3 separate regions of the Sus scrofa genome follow, and regions 2 and 3 are each linked to region 1. A link is a contact called in public Hi-C data. All regions are on one chromosome and are shown on one strand. The core of a region is the stretch at or near the end of the contact, and the rest is flanking DNA. Distances in the headings are between cores, read along the strand shown.

Region 1 (4,945 bases), core at 1,203-3,702:
TACAGTCAAGGAAACTCCAATATTTTCAGCAGCCCTCTATTCATTTTTTAATATCATTTTATTAACTTAAGTGAAAAATTTTATTTTGAAAGTTAAATTTCTATTCATAAAACATTCCTGGCTAGAGTTACCCCTTGGGGAGTCATTTTTGTTTTTATAACACACAATGAGCAGATGGAGTTTTTTTCAATTACTGATAAACTTGGTTTGGGTGGGAACAAACTAGGGTCAATCAACCAATAAAAGCACAGGAAAATCATCACCCCTACTTCTAACAATCTAGATGCCCTATAGAACAATAACATACTATGTAGAACATGTGCTAATTTGAATAGCAGTTTCAGCAGAGAATTTAAGTAGCTAAAGACCAAAATGTCTCAGTGTTGTGACATAACTACTGTTTTTCAACCTCTCAATATATGGGAAAGGTATTGCTCAGTAATCTCCCCTCCAAGTCATCTGGGCAGGGGTGGGGGTGGGGTGGGGGGTTGGCTCTAAAGGAAACAATCCACACTCAGAGCCTCCACAGTAGAGGAAGAAGCGCCTGCCTCCACATTTTGAAAACTGTGATTTATAAGAGCTCTGGCTAATTCTGTTTGGATGTTAATAAACATAATCCACTTGCAATTCAGACATACTGCTTCACAAGATAAACACACATGTTTGACAAGACTAAGATAAAGAATGGGTAAGATGAGATCTCAATTGAGTTGAAAATGAACTACAACGTGTTCTGCAAATTCTCCGGAACTCCATCAATTCATTGAAAATAGTTTAAAAATGACTCAAAAGGTAGCTTTTCATCAAATTATTAAAAGGTTATCACCCAGCTAAATTGGGACATTACACTTGTTCTGGATTTACAAATAACAGAGTTAAGAGAAATTTCAGAGATAATTCCCTGAATTTGAAATTTTCTGAATTTCTCTTAATAGGAAACTCTTAGAGGGTCACATATGTGACCTAACTCAAACAATAAAAAATGGAAAATTAGGGGTTCCTGTTGAGGCTCAGTGGGTTAAGAGCCCGACTAGTATCCAAGAGTATGGGGGTTTGATCCCTGGCCTCATTCAGTGGGTTAAGGATCCGGCATTGACACAAGCTGCAATATAAGCCACAAATGTGGCTTGGATCTGGCATTGCTGTGGCTGTAGTGTAGACTGGTGGCTGCAGCTCCAATTTGACCTCTAGTCTGGGAACTTCTATATGCCAGGGGGGGAGGGGGGAAGGGATGCTAAAAAGACAAAGACAAAAAAAGAAAAAAAGAAGGAAAATTAATTTCTCCACTTGAAATAAGTTAAAAAATAAGACTGTCATTAAAAAAGACCTCTTGCTTTAAAAAATCTAGCATTTCTAGCTAAGTGTGCGGATATAAATGGCACATAACAGAAATGCATGATGAACTATTGTTTCTAGTAAATGTGGAAACAGACAATATTACTATGCATGTGAAGCTTCAAATACTTAATATATTTATAATATACACAAAAATGTAGCTACAGAAAGTTAGGCATCTACTACACAGTACTCTTTCACTTAAAATTTCAACACCTCAAAATACAAAAAATATAGATAGCTATTTCATAAAATCAATATTATTATAGAATGACCCAAGTGCTAATAACTGGATCATACCAACACTTCAACTGACTGCTTTTCCTGAAAATCTTTACAATCAAAAAATAAATTAATATGCCACAGATGTGGCCAAAAAAGAAAAAAAGTGAATTAGTGTAGGGGGAAAAGAGCAAAGATTTCAAGGCCTACTGTCCCAAAAGTAAAACTGTTGCTGTGCAGATTTTGTTAACTGGGAGTGAGGGTGGGACTGAAGAGCAGGTATCTGAACATGTGTCTTCCAAGAACCCAGGCCATCCAGAAAGCAACTCAATGTGGAAGGGATGAAGAAGAGAAGTAATGGACGCAAACAAAAGGCATCGAGGGAAATCATTCAATTCAACAAGTATTTGAGTATTTACTCCAGACAGAGACTGTGGATAGAACAACAAACTATAAATAGTGCAAATAAACTCTCCAAAGAGTTCAAGATCCTTGGCTTTCTGATTCTCCACATAAATTAAATAAGCCCTACAGAAGCCCCACCCCCATCACAGCAACAGTTGGTCCAGAGCTAGATTAGTCATGGTTAGAAGTCGGCTAGAACTCAAACCCATCTGAAAGACGGAACATTACTCCAAAGATCTGAGCGGGCAGACTGAAGAGGCAATCCCTTACACATCCCCTGCCATGTGATGAATAGGTGAACCTCTCTGACCAGAGCAAGAGGGCCACAGGGAGGAGGGCACTGAAGTCCAAGCCCTTGCTGGCTGAAAGGCCTTTCTCCTCTGCATGAAGCAGCTGGTAATCATGTGCCTCTGAGAAGTGCTGTGGGTCAATCGAATGTCCGCAGCACTTCGTATGGTGGTGACAGAGCAACTGTTCTATAAACTCTTGACTTTCACTGGCACACACTCAGCCAATAGGCACACCTGACTTGGGACAGCCAATAGAAGAATACAGTACTGTAAGACAGAAACAACTAGGAGACAAAATCCTTACTCCTCACTTGCAGCAACAGCAGAATCCTTAAGAAACAGAGCCCAGTCTACTAATCACCAGTTCAGAAGCTTTAGAGTTAAAACTTCAGTGATACCGATTCTCCCTCTAAGTGACCTGACTAAAATGAAAAAGGTGTTTCCAACCATCAAACTTGGGCTCAAGAACAGTTGACTTTGTGGCTGGTTTTTCATCAGCAGGAGGTAAAATGGTAAAAACCACACACTAACAGTCTCAGCCTCTACCCCATGAGGTAAAAGCGCATAGGTCAATTTTTTTTCATAGTTTTAAAAATATATCCCCGATTCCTCTTTCTTTCCCTCTATTCCCCTCCCTAAATGTTGGTATAATGAAACAAACTAAAGATCACATTCTAAAATAATCTCCAGAGGCATTTAAATAGAACAAAACTGCCACAGTACCTACTACAGGAAAAAGCTAAGCCAAGATGAAGGCTGAACACTGACTCTTGGCTCCATTCCACATTCCCCTCACCCTATGCTTCTCCCTCCCCAACTTGATACTTGACATATCTATGGAGAGACCTAGTCATTTTCTAGCTCATATGCCTGTACAGAAATAGGAATACTAAATGCTCAGAGAACAGAGTAAAAGGATTATCAACTAGCTCCAATTATACCAACTGATCTCATCCTCTTGCTACAAGCTGCTTCCTGGCATCTGAAATCCATTTCTGAAACTCAACCAAGGGCATTTTTAAAAATATTCCTTCCTCCCTCATTGTCTCAGCATACACTGGAAATACACCGGGTGGTAAACAAGCACTCACGGGCTTTTAGAATTCACACTCCCCCAAACCACACAAAGTATATGTACCTCACTGACAGGTAAACTGAAAGCTTCCTGTTTCATTCTCAATGAGTGTTGTTCTTATTTGTTCATCCAAAAGGTAGACACTGTAATTCTATAGCTCTGACATCTTACAGCTTTATTAACCATGAAGACATAACATCACCATCATCATCTTCACTGGCACTTACAAGAGTTCTCTCTGTTCCAAACACCTTGCTAATCCTCACATTAATCCATTTTACAAATGAAGAGAGTCATAGTTAAGTAACGTGTATAAGATCACACAGTTGGTAAACAGTGGGAGCCAGAACCCAGATCTTAACCTCTAAACTACTACAGTGATGCCTCTCCTAATCTGTAGCAAGCCTCATGACCTCCATTTCTTATTCTGTGAAGGGAGGGGGTTGGAGTAGGTAATCACGAAAGTTCCTCCCAACTCTAACACACCTTAATTCCACGTAGAGAAATACTGTGTGCCTTAGGTATGTATAAAAACAAAGGAGTCAAGGTGATTTTGTGAGCTGACCACCAAACACGGTGAGGATGAGAAGGAAGAGAAAGTCTTCTCAGTCACATAAATGGAAAATGCTAGAGGAAGCAGCATAAAAGACTGAAGGGTGAGGAGGAAGGCAAAGACATGCTTGTTTAGAGCTTCTCTGTAAACTAATTAATCTCCCCCAAAACTTAAACATTTTAGACTAATTTACAGATGTGCCCTATTCTGTTTGTCCGCAGTAGTAGGTAATGGCCTACAGAAAAAGTCAGCTGTGTAATTACCCAACAGGTAAAGCAACTCAACAGACCAACATGTTCCTACCCACATCCAAATGGAAATATTTCCAAGCCTGAGAATCAGCTGGGAATGAAGAGAGTCCCTTCTACACAAATACAGGCTAACATCTGCCAGCTGAAATCTGCTGCCCCCCAAATTTAGTTGCTGTTACATAAGCAACAAGAACTTCTGAGAATGTTTTCCCCTAAATTCTACAAAAATCTGATAAAGTAAATAATCAATCTTCGAAGCCAATGCCCAAGCTTAAAGAGAGTGAACAGGGAGTATTTCACATTCAAAATTGCAATCAAAGTGAATAATGCTTCCGTCAGTACTATATTAAATTTTATAAACTTAAGCACTAATAAGACGTACACCATACTATCATTTCCTTGCACATGTTGGAAAGTACAATGGCTTTTCATACAAGTAATTAGCATTCTGAAGTCTGCTATTAAACTAAACAGAAAATTAAAAAACAAAGCAGTTAAAAGCAAGATGGACAGACCAGAGACGTGTGTACTGCGACCTTCCATCATAGACCTTGATTGCTATCCCAGGTCAGAGCGAGGAACAAGTAAAGAATGCAGCCACCCACAGAATGCCTCCCCACCCAGTACAAGAAGAAAAAAGTACACCACATAGTTGGAGAATCTAAAAACTCAGTTATGGAATCTCCAAGGAGACACTCCTTCTTAGTTGATATTCAGATATGGGCTATTAACAGCCTCAAGCCTTGAGCTTTAACAAATACAACCAAAAACCCCGTTCAGGGTCAGCAGTAGTTGCACTTAGCAATCCCAGGAC
Region 2 (4,945 bases), core at 1,620-4,119, 120 kb after region 1:
TTTAAGAGTTTAAACAGTCAGTTATGTTTGGGTCACAGGGCCCCCAACTCTTTCCCTAGTCCGGGTCATGGTTTATGCTGTTTTCTTTGTTTACTTTCTTTGCTGGAGCATCTCCTGCTACTTCTCAAGGTTTACTTCAGTATTATTTCCCCAAAAGAAGCCATCCTAAACTGCCAGCCCCACCTCTCCCTCTCCTCACTTAAGGTCAAGCACTCCTCCTCTGAGCTAGATGAGACATCTCCACCTACATCACAGCTCATTATCACTTTGAATTGATCTCTTGTTCTGCATTGAACATACCTGGAATGTGTCTGAATCACCTTTTAGACCCAGAGGATCTGGGCCTTCTGCCGTCCGTCAACATGGTGACTGGTGTGCAGTAAGCACCTAAGAATGAAGACTTGGATCGAACTGCATCCAAAACAGGGAGAACCTATGTTGGTTAACCATGCACATGGTAGTTACATGTTAAAAAACAATCTATCTTCTCTTGTTCCTGTCCCTCTTACCTTACCCAGTATTCTCTCTAATCACCAAATCCTGTTTGGAGAGATAAAAAACTATCTTGAAAGGCAAATCTGAAAATCTAAGTGTAAAAAGAGATGACAAAATGACCACCAAGGCCCAGGATGAATGATTGGGTGATACATTTTATCTTTCCCAGAAGGCAAACTTCCTTGGACCTCCCTAATGTTGCCTCCATTCATTTCATGTCCCTTTAGGTCAACAGCCAGAAATGAAAATAGATGCTGGCTCTCACAGCAGCAGACTGCCTCCAGCTCATCTTCCTTTCAGTTCTAAGCTGGAATCCAAGTCTGATGTAGGCTACGGTATGCAGGATTTGAACTCCCCTGGCACATGTATAATACAGTGTGATCCAACCAGTAGCAGAAATTCCATGTTTATGCAGAACAACATCTGCAGATTTTATCTCCAGTACAGCCCAGTTACAGTCACACTTGGTATTTGAAGAATGAAATGAAGCAACCACAGAAAAAGATAAAATGGCAAGTACTCTCTGTCCAGAGTCTCTGTAGTTGTTTCAAATACAAATAGGCTTCATAACTAGAACAGGAAAATAGGAAGACTGGGCATGGGGGTGGGGATGACAGAGATATGAGTATTTACCTATCAACTGGCATATATAATTGGTCCTACATCAGCTTTAGAGGGGAAGGAACAAACTATTTAGAGCTGGAAGGATATGGACTCCTGGCTCTTGCATGTGCAAAACGATGTAGGTACAAAGCTATTCATTGCAACACTGTTTACAGTAGCAAAAGATTGGAAACAACCCAGTATCCAACAGTAGAGAATGGGTTAATTAAATGTGGTACCTCCATACAATGGAATATTGTGCAGCTGTAAAAGGAAAAGAATGAAGAAGGTTTTAATGTGCTGACACAGAAAGATCTACAAGATATCAAGTAAAAACAGCAAGACACAGAGCAGTATGTATATAGTATGCCATGTTTTGTGAGAAAATGGAGTCAAAATAAGAATATATTTCTCGGGAGTTCCTGTCGTGGTGCAGTGGTTAACGAAACCGATTAGGAACCATGAGGTTGCGGGTTCAGTCCCTGGCCTTGCTCAGTGGGTTAAGGATCTGGCATTGCTGTGAGCTGTGGTGTAGGTTGCAGACGCTCAGATCCCACGTTGCTGTGGCTGTGGCGTGGCTACAGCTCCGATTCGACCCCTAGCCTGGGAACCTCCATATGCCGAGGGAGTGGCCACAGAAAAGGCAAAAAGACAACAACAATAACAAGAAAATCAAACAAACAAAAATAATATATTTCTCATTAACTGGTATGCATAAGGAAATGCTGAAAGTGTCTACATAATAAGGAACACATGATGGTAGTTATTACCTGTGTATGAAGGCAACTGGATATTTGGGGGTCATGTGGATGAGAGATTTTTCTAGGCTTTATGATTTTGAATGATGTGACTGTATAATCTATTTATAAACTAAATCAAATAAACAAGCATCATAGCTCTGTCACTTTGTTACCAGCCCACCCTGGAAAATTACTTAACATCTCCCAGTCCTGATGTTGACATCAGGGAAATGGAGATATTTATATTCGCCCCCCTGGCCTGTTAGGTCACTAAGCAACTGAATGCAAAAAGCACTAAGCAACTGAATGCAAAAATTTGTGAGCCTGGAGGGGTGCTCACAAATATTGGGTGATTTCCTTTCCCTGTGGAAGTGCCAGTGCCTCTCTGTCCTGCGACCGGATTGTGATTCACTGGTTCAGAACTTTTCAGGAAGTATTTCAGGAGCAATTTTCTCTTGCTTGCCTTGTCCTGACTGAGTCGTCACAGGTTAAAAAAAAAAAAAAGTCCAATGACCTTAAGAATTCAGTGGCCTTTGAACACTCTTTTAGGCGGGGCAGCCTCTAGAAACCTCTGCTTCATTTCCCAGATTGGTTGATTTCTTCCACTTGGGTTCCTCCTGTAGCGTCAACTCAGGCCCAACCTCCAGGGGAGCAGTCCCAAGGCTCAGGTGCCACGCTGGGAAGGAGTCTGCCTGCCTGAGCTCTGAGGTTCCTTCTCTCTCCACCCTTGCTCCACTGCTTTCTCTCCAAATCCATTCTCTGGGCTTCAGAATCCCAGCGGGGTCAGGGGACTGTTATCAGCGGACCAAGCTTTCAGCCCCAGGGGAGTCCTGGGGAGAGGCCCGGCAGTCGGAGGAAGGGCTCTAAGAGGCCACCCAGCATCCCACCATCTGTGATGGAGGGGCTACAGCATTCTCTGACTTCGAGGCCGGTGTTTGATCTGCCTCCGGCCTTCGCAGAGAGCCGCAAGCACAGCGCGGAGGTTATGAAAGAACACAGTGCTGGCTGAACACACATTCGCTGGAGCCCTTTCGGTTTTCGGGGAAGGGACCGAGCGCGGCCTCTAGCGGCCTCTCCTAGACCTGCTCTCCAGAGTCTTGACCCTTGTGGATTGTTCAACTGAAACTCGGCCACAGCTCCGTGGGAAAGAGGCAGCGGGATCGCGGGACGTTGTCCTCGGAAAACCTTCCACAAGCAGAGTCGTGGTCTGTCCTGCAGGCAAGCGTGTGAATCCGGCTAGACCTGCCTCCCGAACGGTCGAGCTCCAGCGCATTCACAAGGGCATCCAGAGCTCCTCCCCCTCCTCCTCCCTCCAGGTCCTGCGGGTCCGACTCCTCCCCCATCTCTGTTCCCCTCTCGTCTCAGTTATCAAGTGCTGCCTGCCGCACCTAATCTCAGGCAATGATTTGCAGCACTGGTTGCTGCATTCCTTCAAACTCTCCTTTGCAAAGATTCTGGGACCTAATCTTTCTTTCTTTTTAAAATTTTATTGGAATATAGTTGATGTACAAAATTATGTTAATTTCAGGAGTACAGCACAGTAAATCGGTTATACATATATCCATTCCTTTTCAGATTCTTTTCCCATATACTTTATTACACAGTATTGAGTAAATTTCCTTGTGCTATACACTAGGAGGTACTTAATATTTCTTCAATGAATCAATCTGGGTAAGTTGAATGAGGACTTTAAGTTGAAACTGATCCAGTCACCTTAGTCTATTTTCTAAGTTATTTAAAATATACAACATTGACTTTTTTCTCGTTACAAAATTTTGGTACTATGGAATGCTGTGTTGGAAATACTGATCAAATCAAACTCCCTGATTTCATGGAAGATCAGTATAAATCTTAACTTTGTTCCTTATGAGAAAAAACCAAAAACAAAAACCCACCAAATACTTGTGCCCTCATTGGGTGCATGAAGCAGTTTTAGGTACTAGCACTACATTTTCTTGAACCCAAGGTGGATCCCTTTAAGGGCAATTAAAAAGATATAACATGACATTGATTTTTTTGCACACATTCTTTCAAATTTCTGTTTTCTATATTACAAGCTACCATCCACAGAGGGTCATAAATCCTCTGGAGAAGTCATATGTTACACCACGTGGTTTGCTTTGCATCTGTTTTGCAGCTGTTCACTTTGCAGTTTTATTTTGCCTTTTGGAAACCTTAGAACAGTGCTTCTCAAACATGAATGCGCATATGAATCACTTGGGGGATCTTGTTAAAATGCAGATTTTGAGTCAGGAGGTCTGGGGAGGGCTGAGATTCTTCACTTCTAAGGAGATGCCAGGTGGTGCCAATTCTGCTGCTCTGGACACCACACTTAGAGTGGTAGAGTTGTTGAAAAACAGGAACAAAAGTATTCTGAGAGTGCTCATGGGATCAGTGTCAATGTGCTTGCACTGAGAACCAGTCTGGCTGTGGAGGAGTTCTCCTTGAAGATTCTAGTCTACTTTCCCCCTCATCCTTCACTTTCCCTTTCTTTCAAATATTCTTTCCTGTTGTCTGGATTGGAGAGAAGCTGGGAGGGAAAAGCCAAAAGCTATGTTGATTCAGGATGTGTGGGTAGCACCTTAGGTTTCTTCAGGTCATCTGGGCTAGAAGAAAATAAAGGATCCTACAGCCAGCTATAACTGAAACCTCTGCGGCCTCTGTATTTGGTGTGTGAGCAACCAGAAGCAGACCCTAAATCAGTGGTTTCAGTTCCTTCAACTTTATTTTACTAATGTGAGAGAAGCAGCAGGCATCTGCAAGGAGCTCTGCTCTGCTCCCTCCTTTACATGTGCTGTGACTGGGGGCAGGGTTTCTCAGCTGCAGCACTGTTGACATATTGGGCTGGATAATTGCTTGCTGTGGGAGAACCTGAGTGTCCTGCACACTGTGGGATATTTAACAGCATCCCCGGACTCTACCCTTTAGATACCAGTGGCACCTCCTACCATTTAGTTGTGATAATAAAAAATGTCTCCAGACATTCCTACATATCAACTTGGAGGTCAAAATTTTCCCTGGTTGCGAACCACTGATCTAAAGATAAGGAATCACCTGTCAGTTCACCCAAATATCTACCTGTCCCAACCTTATCCCTGCCTTTTCAA
Region 3 (4,945 bases), core at 1,203-3,702, 81 kb after region 1:
GTAGAGGTTCTCTTGCAAAGGACCAAGGGTGAGGTATCAAGCACTTCACTCAATTCAAATGCATCCTGAGCACCTGCACAGTGTTAAAGACTCCTTCCTGGCAGAGAGGGCACAGAGCTGGGTGAGAGGTAAGACCCACCACAGACCTCCAGGAGCTACCAGACTAGAAGACTAGAAGAGGAGTCCATTTACACTTACTTATACAGTTACTATTAAGCAAATAAATGAAGTGTGAGAAATCCTAAAACAAAAAAACAATGCTATCAGAGAAGGTAAGCAACGGGCCCACTTGCCACATTAGGTTCTAAATAGTATTTGTTTATATTTTGTTCCTCCCTGACAACCCCTTCCAACCTTGTCAACCTCCCTTTCCACAACCCCCCCACCACCAACGCAGGCACACACAACCACACAACCAGGAAGGAAAGCCCTAAGTGCAAGGATTATGATTCCTAAAAATGACCTTGTTATTGTACTTTAAAAGTACAAGCTTATGCCATCAGAGAATTTCTTTAGCTTTGTCAGGTGAAGAAAATTGGCTTTTCAAAGCAAAATGAAGCTGACCAAACTAGAAAAACCCAGGTAACACTTCTCTACATCGCTCACTGAACATAAGAAACCAATCAACGATAACGACCCACACGGTAATGCTCATATTTTTCTTGTTAATTTAGCAAATGGCAAAGAGATACAACAACTGAAAGCAACACATTCTGGTCCTTTTGTTCCACCACGCAATTTGACAGACATTTAGGCTTGTTCCACCTGCGCGCGGTGGGGGGGGGGGTCGCGGGGGGGCGTGTTATACAGAATCATTCTCACATCCAAAGGAACTGAATTTGGCAGAACCGATGTACCCAAAGCTTGACAAGGCTTGTACTTCTTGCAGCCTGCAAATCCCCAGAGACCATGAAAGCTTACAGGACTGTAACAATTATTTATCTCAGCTGATCAGAACTCCTTTACAAACTTGCAAAAAAAAACAAAAACAAAAAACAAAAAAACCTCTCCAAAACTGCCAGCATTTGTCCTGATCTGGAAAACCCAACGGTTAAAAAAAAAGTTTCTTCTGAAAATGAGGCTGGGGGAGCGGGGGGGTAGTTGTTGAATTAAAAAAAAAAAAAAGTACATGCTTTTCCCTTTAGTTCTATATGCCTGCAGCAGCAAACTCAAAATAACTTCACTGAGAGTAAAAGCTAAGACGACGAACACCAAAAATATTGCTCAATCCAACTTAACACTGTGAGCTCCTCAGTTCACAGTAAGATCTAGAAACTTTAAGTGTGACTGAATCATTTTGCTGTTAAGAACCATTCCAAAAAGCAAAAACAAAAAGTCTATCCTTTCTTCTGATGGAAAAAGTTGGATTTCCCCCGTATTAAGAAAAAAAAAAAAATCACATACTAGTTGACTTTGTGTGAAAAAAAGAGAACGGAGAGAAGTTCACTAAACCAGATTTACCAAAAAAAAAAAAAAGTTTTGTTTGGTCTGAAAGTATGGCTGCACTTGAACTCGACAGAGTTGAGGCCGTGGCACGGTCCCAAAGCGGGTCCCCTCCGGCTGCAAGTCCCCGACCCGCGCAGGTCCCCCGGCCGCGCCCCCGGGAACGGGCGCCGAGAGCGCCCCCCAAAGGTGGGCGCGGCCCGGCGTGTTTACCGCCGGCGCTGGCCCCCGGGAGCCGCTCCCTCGCGTCCGCAGCACTTGTTCGCCGACTCCATCGGACGGAGGGACCCACAGAGCAGCTGCAGCTCCCGGGCGATCCCGGCCCCTGCTCCCAGAGAGGCCGACCGAGGAAGCCGGGGCCGGGGTTCCAAGCCTTGCGGGCTGTGGGGTCGCCTGAGGGGGCATCCCAGCTGTGTGGGGCGGATGCGCCTCCTATTCCGGGAGTGGAGGCGGCCCCGAAGATGAACTTTGGGAGCGGGAAGGAGCGCCCCAGCCCCAGGACAGACAATGCGTGAAGGGGGCCGCGTAGGGAGGCGGGGGCTGCAGAGCCGGGGGGCGCTCCCCAGCCGCTCATTCATCCCCGCCCGCCGGCGCGCGCCCCCGCCCCACCCCGGCAGCTCCGGGCCCCCGCCCCCGCCCCGAGGAGCGGCCGCAAGGGGAGGGGCCCAGGCTCCCGCCCGCGACCCCTCCTCAAATCACAAAACTTCCCCCAACTCCGCCAACTAAGTTGCACTCTCACCGTGAGGCGCCCCGGGGCTCCCCCGCGGGCCAAGCCGGAGCAGCTCCGCACCCTCGCCGCGGAGAAAGACAATAGTTAGCCGCTCTTCCGGCGGCAGCAGCAGAGGTGGTGGCGACGGCCCGAAACTGCGGCGACGGAGGCAAGGAGCCGGCACGGTGGTCTCGGCGGAGCCCGGGCGTTTCACCGCGGCGGCTCCGGCTCGGGGCTGGCCCTGCACACAGCCCCAACCCGCCCGCGCATGCGCCACAAGCCGCTCGGGAATGGGCGGGGCACCGGAGGAGGACGGTAAGGCTTAAGCGCCCTCCCATGAATAAGCGCGGAGCCAGGGGCCGCTAGCTGGGATTGCACGGCAGAGCTGCCTATCAAGATCCGTGAGACCAATAGTGAGGTACATGGGCGGTGCCCTCAGGTTGCTAAGGAAGGCTGAGGTTGACCGCCGCCGCTCCGCTGCGGTAAAGTGATCAAAGTCGGGTACCGTGTGGAGGTGCCTGACTGAAATGCTCATCCACCCTCACCTCTCTGCCCTGTTTCGGGAAACCGCCCTTCCTCTGTGTGTGTGTCGGAGGGAGATGCTTACCTAAAATGTAGCACTTGCTGTAACACAAGTGAAATCATTTACTCTTTACTTCCCTCCACTTGAAATTAGAAAGTGGGTCTTTTCTGTGTCCTGTGCCTAAAAGAATCATTGCTAAATATTCAACATATTTTTAGTTACATGGTTGGAAGCATAGATGAAAGGCTCGATGGTGGCATCAGGATTATGGCAAGTCATTCCATAAACCTTTGGCTTTTCAATCACCGCAAAATCATGCAATCTTCAATTTGCAGGGACCTCTGAAATCACCTTGGTGGCTTTTGAGAAACAAAGTATGGTCTGTTGGTACACGAAGAAACTCATTTTGATCGGTGTTCGTTTATTTCAATGTGTATTGAGGGAAAATGCCTGTCACATCAAACAATTATTTCATTGATGTTATTTTTTAGATGAAATATGAAGTTGTAAGAGTGAATCTACTTAAAAAATTTAGGAGTTCCCATTGTGACTCAGCAGTAGTGAACCCAACTAGTATCCATAAGGATGCAGTTTCAATCCCTGGCCTTGCTCAGTGGGTTAAGAATCCAGCATCCTGTGAGCCCTGGTGTAGGTCGCAGATGCGGCTGGGATCCCAAGTTTCTATGATGTAGGCTGGCAACTGCAGCTTGGATTAGACCCCTAGCCTGGGAACTTCCATATGCCCCAAGTGTGGCCCTAAAAGAAAAGAAAAAAAAAATTCAAGTAAAGAGTTCCCATCGTGGCTCAGCAGTTAACGAACCCAACTAGCATCCATGAGGGCTCGGTTAGATCCTGGCCTTACTCAGTGGGTTAAGGATCCAGTGTTGCCCTACATGGCTCAGATCCTGAGTTGCTGTGGCTCTGGCTTAGGCCAGCAGCTACAGCTCTAATTGGACCCCTAGCCTGGGAACCGCCATAAAAAGATCAAAAAAAAAAAAAAATTAAGTCAAAACTGGGCACACTTTAAATGAAGTTCAAGAACGTGCAGAATGGATTTTCTTTGTGGCCCATCGGGTTAAGGATCCAGTGTTGTCACTGCAGTGGCTCCACAGGTGCATGAGTTTAATGCCTGACCCAGGAATTTCCACATTTGGCAGAGGGGGCAAAACAAAAACAAACAAAAAACATGCAAATTGATAGTAACTGGAGTGAGAATAGTGATTATCTAGATTGTTCTAGAAGCATTATTGGCTGGGAAGGAGCAGGGGAGGTGTAAGGCATGTTCTGTATTTTGATCTGAATGGTGGATTACAAAGGTATAGACATATGAAAGTTAATTCAGCTGTATGTTTAAGATTAGTGCACTTTACACACTTTATACATGTATGTCATATCAACTTAAAATACTTTTTATAGGATTTGCCCTCCCCCAAAAATGCGAAGATATAGGCAAATGCCTTTTGGCAAACTCTGATCCAGGAAAGCTCCCTACCAGTGACTGAATACCCGAAAGGGGGTAATGTGAATAATTACTGCCTGTATCAGGTACTTGCATTGTTGTTTGGCTCTAAATCTTAGAAGTAATTCTAGCTTTGAACTGAAATTTGCTTCCCTGTAAGAAGTGAACCTGGTTCTCACATGTATTTTCTTAGTTCACACTCACAGAATGAAAAACTGAGGCCAAACTTTTCCAGTGCCTCATGTGAAATTATTTCGCAACCACCTGATCATTCCCTCCTCCACACTCGCTTTAATCTGTCCTGTCAATGTTTGAAAGGTGGCCCAGAGACAGGAGACTCCTAGATCCTAGCTCTGACTCTGTTCCACCCCTTCTCAAAGAATGTCTCCTGTAAAGCAGAGAAGACCTAGAAAATCTCTTAGACCCCAACATGCAAAAACCCCATGGTCTTCTGCTGGAGCCTGGCTGGTCTGTTACAGAAGCAGCAACAAATGTTACTATGTCATCTTTCTAGTGACTGCTGACAGCAACATTCCCTGCTCTCTGCCTCAGCAGGATTTATACCTTCCTAGTGAGCTGCAGAAAAGTTCAAGAGTCCAGCATTTTTTCAGTTTACCGGGTCTACAAACCACCTGGGAAATTTTGTTAAATGTGAATTCTGACTCCGTAGGTCTAGGGTGGGATCTGGGATTCTAAATTTCTAACAATCACCCAGGTGGAGATCCTGATGCTCCTGGTCTGGGACCCTGCTTTGAGGAGCATAGGTCTACTCTGCATACCCCAGACAGCTAAACCCTCTATCTTGGGAAGT

Evidence for each region. Hi-C and Micro-C count contacts between places; a contact is called where the count stands out from the background.
Region 2: a Hi-C map of skeletal muscle shows a contact between it and region 1, with 2.7 times the contacts expected there. The contact joins two enhancer-like sites. A contact is called at or near these places in 1 of 5 promoter capture datasets (liver), 6 of 47 Hi-C or Micro-C datasets (embryonic fibroblasts, fetal heart ventricle, fetal skeletal muscle and 2 more) and 1 of 2 datasets of contacts at active chromatin or transcription factors (skeletal muscle).
Region 3: a Hi-C map of fetal skeletal muscle shows a contact between it and region 1, with 1.9 times the contacts expected there. The contact joins the promoter of AKAP13 here to the enhancer-like site in region 1. A contact is called at or near these places in 1 of 5 promoter capture datasets (fetal skeletal muscle), 4 of 47 Hi-C or Micro-C datasets (embryonic fibroblasts, fetal heart ventricle, fetal skeletal muscle and 1 more) and 1 of 2 datasets of contacts at active chromatin or transcription factors (skeletal muscle).

Annotation. Positions count from the first base shown.
Region 1 is chr7:87,967,953-87,972,897 of Sscrofa11.1, reverse strand. The region is part of intron 1 of AKAP13 (A-kinase anchor protein 13); the gene reads right to left. Among named protein-coding and RNA genes, the nearest start is that of AKAP13, 81 kb to the right of the region's middle. Within about 2 kb of position 2,452, at least 8 of the 83 cell types and tissues checked have an H3K27ac peak or open chromatin away from gene starts, as enhancers often do. A contact at or near this core is called in fetal skeletal muscle and skeletal muscle, where this site is marked.
Region 2 is chr7:87,847,310-87,852,254 of Sscrofa11.1, reverse strand. No RefSeq gene overlaps it. Among named protein-coding and RNA genes, the nearest start is that of AKAP13, 40 kb to the left of the region's middle. Within about 2 kb of position 2,869, at least 73 of the 83 cell types and tissues checked have an H3K27ac peak or open chromatin away from gene starts, as enhancers often do. A contact at or near this core is called in fetal skeletal muscle and skeletal muscle, where this site is marked.
Region 3 is chr7:87,886,891-87,891,835 of Sscrofa11.1, reverse strand. AKAP13 (A-kinase anchor protein 13) reads right to left here and starts at 2,452. Exons shown (of 38, transcript XM_021099912.1): 1 at 2,183-2,452.